2 separate regions of the Sus scrofa genome follow, and region 1 is linked to region 2. Evidence: chromatin contacts called from public HiChIP or PLAC-seq data. All regions are on one chromosome and are shown on one strand. The core of a region is the stretch at or near the end of the contact, and the rest is flanking DNA. Distances in the headings are between cores, read along the strand shown.

Evidence for each region. HiChIP or PLAC-seq counts read pairs in DNA pulled down with a chosen protein or histone mark.
Region 1: an H3K27ac HiChIP or PLAC-seq map of skeletal muscle shows a contact between it and region 2. The contact joins the promoter of CCDC125 here to the promoter of MRPS36 in region 2. A contact is called at or near these places in 5 of 47 Hi-C or Micro-C datasets (brain, heart right ventricle, liver and 1 more) and 2 of 2 datasets of contacts at active chromatin or transcription factors (alveolar macrophages and skeletal muscle).

What each region holds. Positions count from the first base shown.
Region 1 is chr16:47,476,219-47,480,974 of Sscrofa11.1, forward strand. It overlaps CCDC125 (coiled-coil domain-containing protein 125), which reads right to left and starts at 2,371. Exons shown (of 12, transcript XM_013984842.2): 1 at 1,857-2,371. It overlaps AK6 (adenylate kinase isoenzyme 6), which reads right to left. Exons shown (of 5, transcript XM_003134021.5): 5 at 4,338-4,756.
Region 2 is chr16:47,384,734-47,388,929 of Sscrofa11.1, forward strand. It overlaps MRPS36 (28S ribosomal protein S36, mitochondrial), which reads left to right and starts at 1,679. Exons shown (of 4, transcript XM_003134022.5): 1 at 1,679-1,816. The coding sequence starts at 1,775. LOC102160395 (a long non-coding RNA gene) reads right to left here and starts at 1,613. Exons shown (of 4, transcript XR_308458.3): 1 at 1,427-1,613.

The DNA.
Region 1 (4,756 bases), core at 1,121-3,620, 92 kb after region 2:
AATTCCACAGGGATCCCTGAATGCTTCCTATCTGCTTGCTCTGGCTCCCTTTCCTCTTCCCAGCCCTTCCTCGGATGTTTAGCTTGCAATCCCAAATACTCTTGAATACATGTCTCTAGCTGTTCAAGCACAGCTTGTTCAAGAGTAAATGCATCACCCTTCCAACCACCCCACCCCCAGATCTCGTCCAGAGTCCTCTCTTTCTGCAAATCCATCAACCATGCTCCAAAACACCCAGGGCCAAAATTTTGGAATCGGAGGCTTTTTACACCCCTCTCCTGCCCCAAAACATCCCATAGCTCCCGTGGCATATAATTAAAGTAGGCGTCACCCTTGTTTTCTGTAAGGAAACTCCAGTTTTCACTTCCTGTGCCATCTGCCGTACTCCCTGCACATGATCTGTGCTTCCGTGTAACGTGGATTGTTCCTGCTCCCAGGTGCCCTCTGCCTGGCGTCCTTAAAGCCTCTGCTGGAGCCACTCTGGAATGGCTTTCTTCTCTCAGGCCTCCCTCAGTTCATGACAAACTCTCCTGGACCAGCAGTGCTTTCTCGTACCTTTGAATCCTTCTAGCTCTGTGTCATACCTTATGGCTGCTCCATGGGCAGGTGGAGTTCCCAGGGCCAGGGATCAGATCTGAGCCACAGGTGCAACACCAGATCCTTAACCCACTGCGCTGGGCCAGGGAGCAAACCTGGGTCCTAGTGCTCCCGAGACACCACCGATCCCGTTTCGCTCCAGCGAAACTCCTGTGTTGTACCCTTCTCATAGTCCTTACTTCCTACCTGACTTGTGTTTTTATTGTACACGCCCCTAGTGCAGGCAATACATGTGTCTCAATGACTGTGCACAGCAGGTGTTTCAAAGACATCTGATGGATGAACTTGAAAGAGAAGAGATTCCTGCCCAGAAAACTTGAACTAGAAGCATCCACACCCACTAGCCGGCCAACCCTTTCCTTAGCAAACAAGTTGATCAAACAGAGACCTAATTCCTGTCAGGCTTGGTAAAAAGGAACTAATTTCAGCCCTTTCTTTTCTGTAAACACTGGCCTGCTACATATCGCTGTAGGATTTCGTTTCAACTTTTATATTAAAATAACTTTAGATTTACAGTAAGTCGCAAAGATAGTACAGTGAACTCCTGTATACCCCCGACCCAAATTCCTGTAGTGCAACATTAGGGTACATTTATCAAAAATAAAAAATTAACATTGATACACGCACTTAACCAAACCACATATTTTATCAGGATTTCCCCAGTTTTTCTACTGATGCCGTTTTTCCGTTCCAGGTTCCAATCCAGGATACCACACGGCATTTTGTGCGCTATAGCTTTAAGGCTTAAAATTGGTAGAAAAAAAAAAACTAGAAAAAAAATAACATAGGAGGAGGGGAGAAGAGGTAGAAACAAAGTCTTTCAAATCTATTTCTTATTTCTGCAATATCAGGTGAGGCCACTAAAGTAGCATTCGGCGAAGAAGGAGCCAGTTTGCCAGCTCGCCCACTCTCCGCTGTGCTTTTCCGAATCTGCAAGGCCCCGCCCCGAGGTCTGGCCGCGCACCCTCCCCAGCCTCCTCGGAGGCTGTGCGAGTCCCGATCCGGCTCCAGGAGCAGGACCCCCCCGCCGCCTCGTGCCGCCCCTCCCCCCCGTCCCCTTAGCGCGCTCACCGAGCACCGACCCTCCAGGCCGCGCGCGCCGCCGCTCTTCCAGCCACGTGACCGACCTGCGCGGCCACTACCGGAAAGGCGGGCGCGGCCGGACTTTAGATCCGCCAACTACCACCGGGCCACGGCCCGAGCTCACCTGGTTCGTGTCGGGCTGGTAGCGCTGCACAACGTGGACGCGCATAACTTACCCAGCTGCGCACAACCGAATTACAAATATAGTTGGAGACCTGGAGAAATAGGAGGCCGAGTGTGCGGCTCAAAGAAGGTAAAATTAGTTGGTTCCAACATGAAGCATCTCGGAGTCGCGTAAGAGAAGGATAGAGCTGAGCTATGGCTCAGCGGGGGCTGCGGGCCTTGAAAGGCAGGCTCTCAGCGCTGAGCAATGAGGGCGCCTTGTGGGCCAAGGAACTGCTGGGGCGAAGGCGAAACTGGACCTGGAAAGCTGCTATTCGGGCCTCCCGCGCTTGTGGGTTTCACGGGAAGGGCCCCATCTCCCTCTAACCCCACCCAAAACGTGCTGGGTCATTAGCTTCATCACCTGGTGCAGTGATGTGGGTATTATTTCCTAATAGCCGACATCTCTTGAAATAATTGAAGGCATTTCATAGTGGTCAAAAAACTTGGCAGGATTTAATGATTACTCACTTTAGAAATAAACTAATGTCGACGAAAATTCAGTTAACAGTGAAGGGAAGGGAAAAAGGGAATTTTATTCAAGCCAAATTGAGGATGATAACCTGGGAGGCAGACTCTTAGAAAGGTGAGAACGGTTCCACCTGTTAGGAGTACAAGGCACAGTCATATGTTTTCAACACATAGGCTCAAACATCAAAATGATATACTGGGGAGTTCCCTTGACAACCTAGGACTGAAATTAGTATATTAATATTTTTTAAGATTCCCATAATGTATATAGCTCTCTGTTAGATCCCACTATATACCTTCTGTTGAAAGAAAAGCTTATTATGAGCAGTGTTAGCAGTAGGATAATTATTAGCAGTAGCTTGATAAGCAAGAGAATTTAGTGAGTCCCAGTAGTGAAAAGAATATTGTCTTCAAAACAGCCATTCATATTACTAAAAACAATAATGAACACATAAGTGGTGCTTAGTGTGTGACAAGCACTGTTGTTGATTTAGTCCTCACAATAGCGCTATGAAGTAGTAATTGTCCTTAGAATGTATGTGATTTAACCCCAGGTAGTACTGGGTAAAAACACAGTGGTATTATCCTACTAGTCTGAGTCATCTTTCTTTTCTGCCTCATGCCCATCTTTCAATGCCCTGCATCCTACATCATTTATCCTTTTCTGCTACTCATTGTAGGTTATTCTCTCATTTTGTTAGAATCTCCAATGGGGCATGCATCACAATCTGTTTGTTCAAAGTGTCCATTTTATCCTCTTTGTATACTTGACTAAGATCATCTGGAGGGCAAGAATTTATCTTGGGAGGCCTTCCCCTCAACAGTGATTTGCATGAAGTCTTACATATACATGATAGGCAAGTTTATTTAAATGAAACTTGTAAAGGTTATGCTTGCATACAGTTTATCTTCCAGGAATTTACTCAATAAACTTGCATGTGCAAAGTTAAATATGCATTAGGCAGCACAATTTAATGGGTAAGAGCCTGCTAAGTTGGAATCCTGACTCTGATACTTCCTAGTTGTGATTCTGAGTAAATCATTTAACCCTATGAAGCTTGGTTCCATCACCTATAATGGAAATAATAATAATACCTACACCTCAGGTAGTAGTCATATGAATTCAGAGTTCACCACTTTTGAAATGTGTTTAAAAGAGTGCCTGGCACATAGTAATATATGTTATCCTTTCTTATCATTCTCATAAAATTAAAAACAAAAAGCTGGAAACAATTTAAATGTCCATCAGTAGGGGACTCAATAAACTACATCCTTAATGGAATTCTTTGCAAACCTTATCAAAACCAAAATGAAATACGACTACATCTTCAGGATGGCTGTTGTTGTCAAGGATATGGAGAAATTAGATCCCGAGTACAGGGATGATGAGAAGGTAAAGTTATGCAACGACTTTGGAATACAGTTTGGCATTTCCTGAAAATGTTAAACTCACTTGTAATATGATCCAGCAATTCCCCTCTTAGCTATATCCAAGAGAACTGAAAACATTATATCCATACGAAAATCTGTACTCAAATGTCTGCAATTCATATTGTCCAAAGTAGATGCCACCCAACCGTGCCACTGATAGAATGGATAAACAAAATGTGGAATAGCCACACAGCGGAATATTATTCAACCATATAAAGGAACAAGATACCCCTAAGTCTACAACTTGGATGGCATTGAAAACACTGTGCTAAGTGAAAGAAGCGAGACACAAAAGAACACATATTGTATGATCCCATTTATATGAAGATGTCTGGAATATGCAAATCTATAGAGACAAAGTAGATTAGTGATAGCAAGGGGCTAGGGGAAGGGAAGAATGAAAAATGCCTGCCAACAGGTAGAGGACTTCTTTTGGGTGGGGTAATGAAAACGTTACAGAATGGGATGTTGCACAATCTTGTGAATATGATAAAAACCAACAGATTATATACACTTTAAAATGATGAATTTTATGATATGTGAATTGTATCTTAATCAAAGAATAGCAAATCAAATAAAGAATAACAAGATGGTATGGTATCCAAAATATATTAAATGAGAAAGTTTGCAATGTATGTTATCATGTGGCTTAAAAAATTATGTACATACACATATGCTTTGAAGGCATGACATCTCAGAAAGATACACAGGAAACCAGTAACATTTTTTTCCTAAAGGGAGGAGATCTAGCATGATGGCTTGAAAGGGAAACCTACATTCCAGTATAAACCTTGACTTATGATGGAGCTACATCCTCATAAAAACATCATAAGTTGAAAATACCCTAAGTTGAAAGTGCATGTAATACACTTAACTTACTAAACATCACAGCTTAGCCTAGCCTACTTTAAACTTGCTCAGAATATTTACATGAGCCTTCCACTGGGCAAAATTATCTTAATGCAAAGCCTATTTTATAAAAAATTATTGAGTATCTCATGTTATTTATTAA
Region 2 (4,196 bases), core at 429-2,928:
GCTTTGCCCATTTAGCCACTTTATCAATCTGATTTTATTTTTTGCTTTTTATGGCCACATCTGTGACATATGAAAGTTCCCAGGCTAGGGGCTGAACTGGAGCTGCAGCTGCCATCCTTGCCACAGACACAGTAATGCAGGATGCAGGCTGCATCAGTGACCTATGCCACAGCTCACAGCAATGCTGGATCCTTAACCCACTGAGCAAGGACAGAGATCAAAGCCGAATCCTCTCAGATACCATGTTGGATTCTTTTTCTTTTTTTTGTCTTTTTTAGGGTCACACCCTTCGCATATGAATTAGAGCTGCAGCTGCCAGCCTACACCACAGCAATGCAGGATCCCAGTGGAGTCTGCAACCTACACCACAACTCACCGCTAAGCCACAACTATCTGGTTTTAGAATATGTACTCCTAAAACAAGCTTTGAAAGTTTTTTTTTTTTTTGGATAAGCCCAAAGCATGTGGCAGTTCCTTGGGCCAGAGATCGAACGCATGCCACAGCATTGACCCAAGCTGCAGCAGTAACAACACCTGAATCCTTAACCTGTGCCACAAGAGAACGCTTGAAAGCTTTTTTAAAAATAGATTTCTGGGAGCTCTCTGCTGTGGCACAGGCAGTTAAGGATCTGGCGTTGCTGCAGTTGTGGCATAGGTCACAGAGGCTGCTTGGATTTGATCATTGACACAGGAACCTCCTCATGCTTTGGGTGCAGCATAGAAAGAAAAAAAGATTTCTGCTCTCCTCCATAGACATACTGAATCAGAAGGACCCATATTTAGGCTCAGTAACTTCTAGATTTAGAAACCACTAATCTAGATCATTAAACAAATTTGTCACTCTATTTACAATAATGTAAGTTTACATTAGCTACAAGGTTAAGTGGTTGCAACATATTGCGTGTTAATTTTTTAACATTGTAAGTACTAATATTTACCTTACAATTTAATATAACTTGGGGGAATGATATGGATGGCTCATGCTTCAAAAAGAAAAACTTGAACTTTTGAATTTTCTTAAATTTGAAGCAAGCAGCAGTTTAATATCAGAACTAACGGTAGAGAAAGCAAGCAGAATACCAAATCAGGCAATGCTAATAAGCAAAGGAATAAGAGGTGGCCTACTACAGACCTGGAACTGACCACTCTTTCTGAGCTTGCTACTTATTCCTAAATTTTAACAAGATTGTTCATTTTATTTTATTTTTATTTTTTTGTCTTTTTACCTTTTTAGGGCCTCTCCTATCCCAGGCTAGGGACCTACGCCAGCCTACGCCAGCGCCACGGCAACGCCGGATCCTTAACCCACTAAGCAAGGCCAGGAATCGAACCTGAAACCTCATGGTTCTTAGTTGGATTCGTTAACCACGACGGGAACTCCCAAGATTGTTCATTTTAGGAAGCCACAAGAATTTATATTACTTACTTGGTTTCAGATTAAATTTTGGACTATACTGAAATTGGAAACTGGCTATCCGCAGAGGAACTGTTCCTAAATCACTCACTGGCTGATGAGCAAAATATATCCAACACCGCAAACCTCCAGCGGCAAAACGAAACAATGGAAAACACGTGGATCAGTTTCTACGCGGGAAGGAGGAAGGGCGGGGGCAGGCACAAAGGGGTGGAGCTAGCTCCAACGTGGAGGCGGGTCCGGCTCGAGCGCCCGCTCCTCCTCAGTGACGTCACTTGCAGGGCCCGCCCCCAGCCGCCCAGGACTCCTGATATAGCCGCTGCTAGCTAGTGCTCCGGAAGCTGCCCCTCCTCGGGGGTCATGATGGGCAGTAAGATGGCGTCTGCCAGCAGGGTCGTTCAGGTAAGGCGATTCGGTCGCTTTTCCGCGCCATGGGCGGTAGGGGTGGTGCTGAGGATAGCAACGGCGCTGAGGAGGAAAGGCGGTGGCGGAATCTGCGCCGTGACCACGGCCCTAGATAGGGCCTGCAGCGGCGCCCCTGGGGTGTGTGTGAGAATTGGACCTTGAGCTCGTTGGGTCGGGCATTGAGCCGGGCACTGGAGCCGAGAATCGAGTCAGGCCGCGAGAGTGCATCTTCCCAGGTAGGCCCGTCGCTGCTCCAAAGTCCCTAGACTGCACTCCACTAGGACCTCGTTAGCCTCTTAGGAGTCTGCAGCCTTGGCTGCCTTGGCAATAGCGTGGCCAATCGGCGACTAGTGTTATCCGTGTTGTAGCAGATCAGCCAATCGGAAGGAGGGCGGTAGCGGTGACTGAAAGGAAGCGAAGCTGGCATCTGACCCAGTGTCCCTTCAAGGTCTTGGGAATGGCCGGGGAACTGGCCCCACCTGCTGTGTCCTTGCCCGGGGCGGTATCTCCCCCCACCAGTGCCCCCGGCAGTCCTATCGTCTGGTTACAGGCCGGAATGGGGGGGGGGCTGTAAAAAAATGTATATATTTATCTTTTAATATATGCCTTAGTGTTGGTTTCCTAAGCTTTTTTACCCCTGAGTTTAGATTGGTGCTAGAGGAACTTTATAGTTACTCCACACATCAGTTACTGACTCCTGATAGCTTTTGTATTTGCTTCTCCAGCTGTGGTCTCTAGTTTAAATAGGAAGGGTAAAATTGGCATATAAAGGACCACAGCCTCCACTTCTGCGGTTTCTTTACGTGATCTTTTTCAACTCTTAAAAGTGTATTAGTGTATGATTAACTTTTAACTTTGATATGAGAAGTTCATTTCTCTTTGCAAAAATACTTGCCTTAAAAGACTCTTAAAGTTATTTCACTCTGAAGGGTAATCCTGCATCCCAATCCTTAGCCTCTTTGCATTGAATGGTCCTCACTTAGTCGTTGAATGGGTAGTTATTGAGCACTTGCTAATTAAAGACGCTGGGAGGACAGGAGACCATCTGACAAGAGACTAGTATCCATAATAGATAATCACATATTCCCATGGCATATAGCCCAATTTTTTTTTTTTTTTTTGCCTTTTTGCCTTAGGGACCTCCATATGCTCCCGCGCGGCATATGGAGGTCCCCAGGCTAGGGGTCTAATCAGAGCTGTAGCCACCGGCCTACGACAGAGGCACAGCGCGCGGGATCCGAGCCGCGTCTGCAACCTACACCACAGCTCAGGGCAACACCGGATCGTTAACCCACTGAGCAAGGCCAGGGATCGAACCCACAACCTCATGGTTCCTAGTCGGATTCGTTAACCACTGTGCCAGGGCGGGAACTCCCCAATTTTTAAAATGGGTAAAAAAGGTTGATATTGCTCAAAAGAAGATATCTAAATGAGCAATAACCCTATGAAAAGATCCTCAACATCATTACTTGCCAGGAAAATACAAATTCAAACCGGAAAATACTACTACACACACCAAAATTATTTAAAAGACTGACAGTACCAAGTGGTTATGAGAACATGAAACCCCTGAAGCTCTCATACACTGCTGGTAGGACTATAAAATGGTACAGCCCTCTGGAAAACTGTTTTGTCATTCTCTAGTACTAAACATACCTGCTCTGTGTCCCAGCAGTACTACTTAAAGGTTTATACCCCAGAGAAATGAATGCATATACCTAGAAAAACACTGTATAAAAGTGTTCATGCTTGCTTTATTCATAATAACACCCAATCCAAAAAATATCCAAATGTCCATAAGCAAGATAAATTGTGGTAGAGTTGTTAAAATGGAATAGTACACAGTAGTAATAAACGACTAACTACTGATATATGCAAATTAAAAAAAGATATTATGAAATACACAATAAGGAACCATCTGACTCCTTTTAACAGAACTGCAAAGACTTGTATTCACATTCATAATACAAAGCAGTATGTGGTGGTGTTATGTAATAATTACACTTTAGCAAAATATATTTAGTATTTCTGTGGCAGGCCTACACTGCTGGGACTGCAGTGCCAACAAGGTAATATATGGTGCCTGCACAGAGCTTAGAACTTGGCTGTTGATCTGTATCTTGAAGTGTAGTATTTCAAGAGACTGGCAAAAACTGATAGGAATTAACAAAACATGGTGTCACCACTAAGTAGAGAAATTTGGCTGGACCACAGGGTGTTCAAAAGTAATTTTAGAAGAGTAAGTTCTAAGTATTCATCAAATGCCTGCTGAATGCCAAGCAGTATGTCTTTGATATGTTTGAGATGCTGCAAAATTAGAAATGAGATAGTTAATTATTTAGGAAATCATTTGGCTGCTTGAGACATAGGGGAAGAA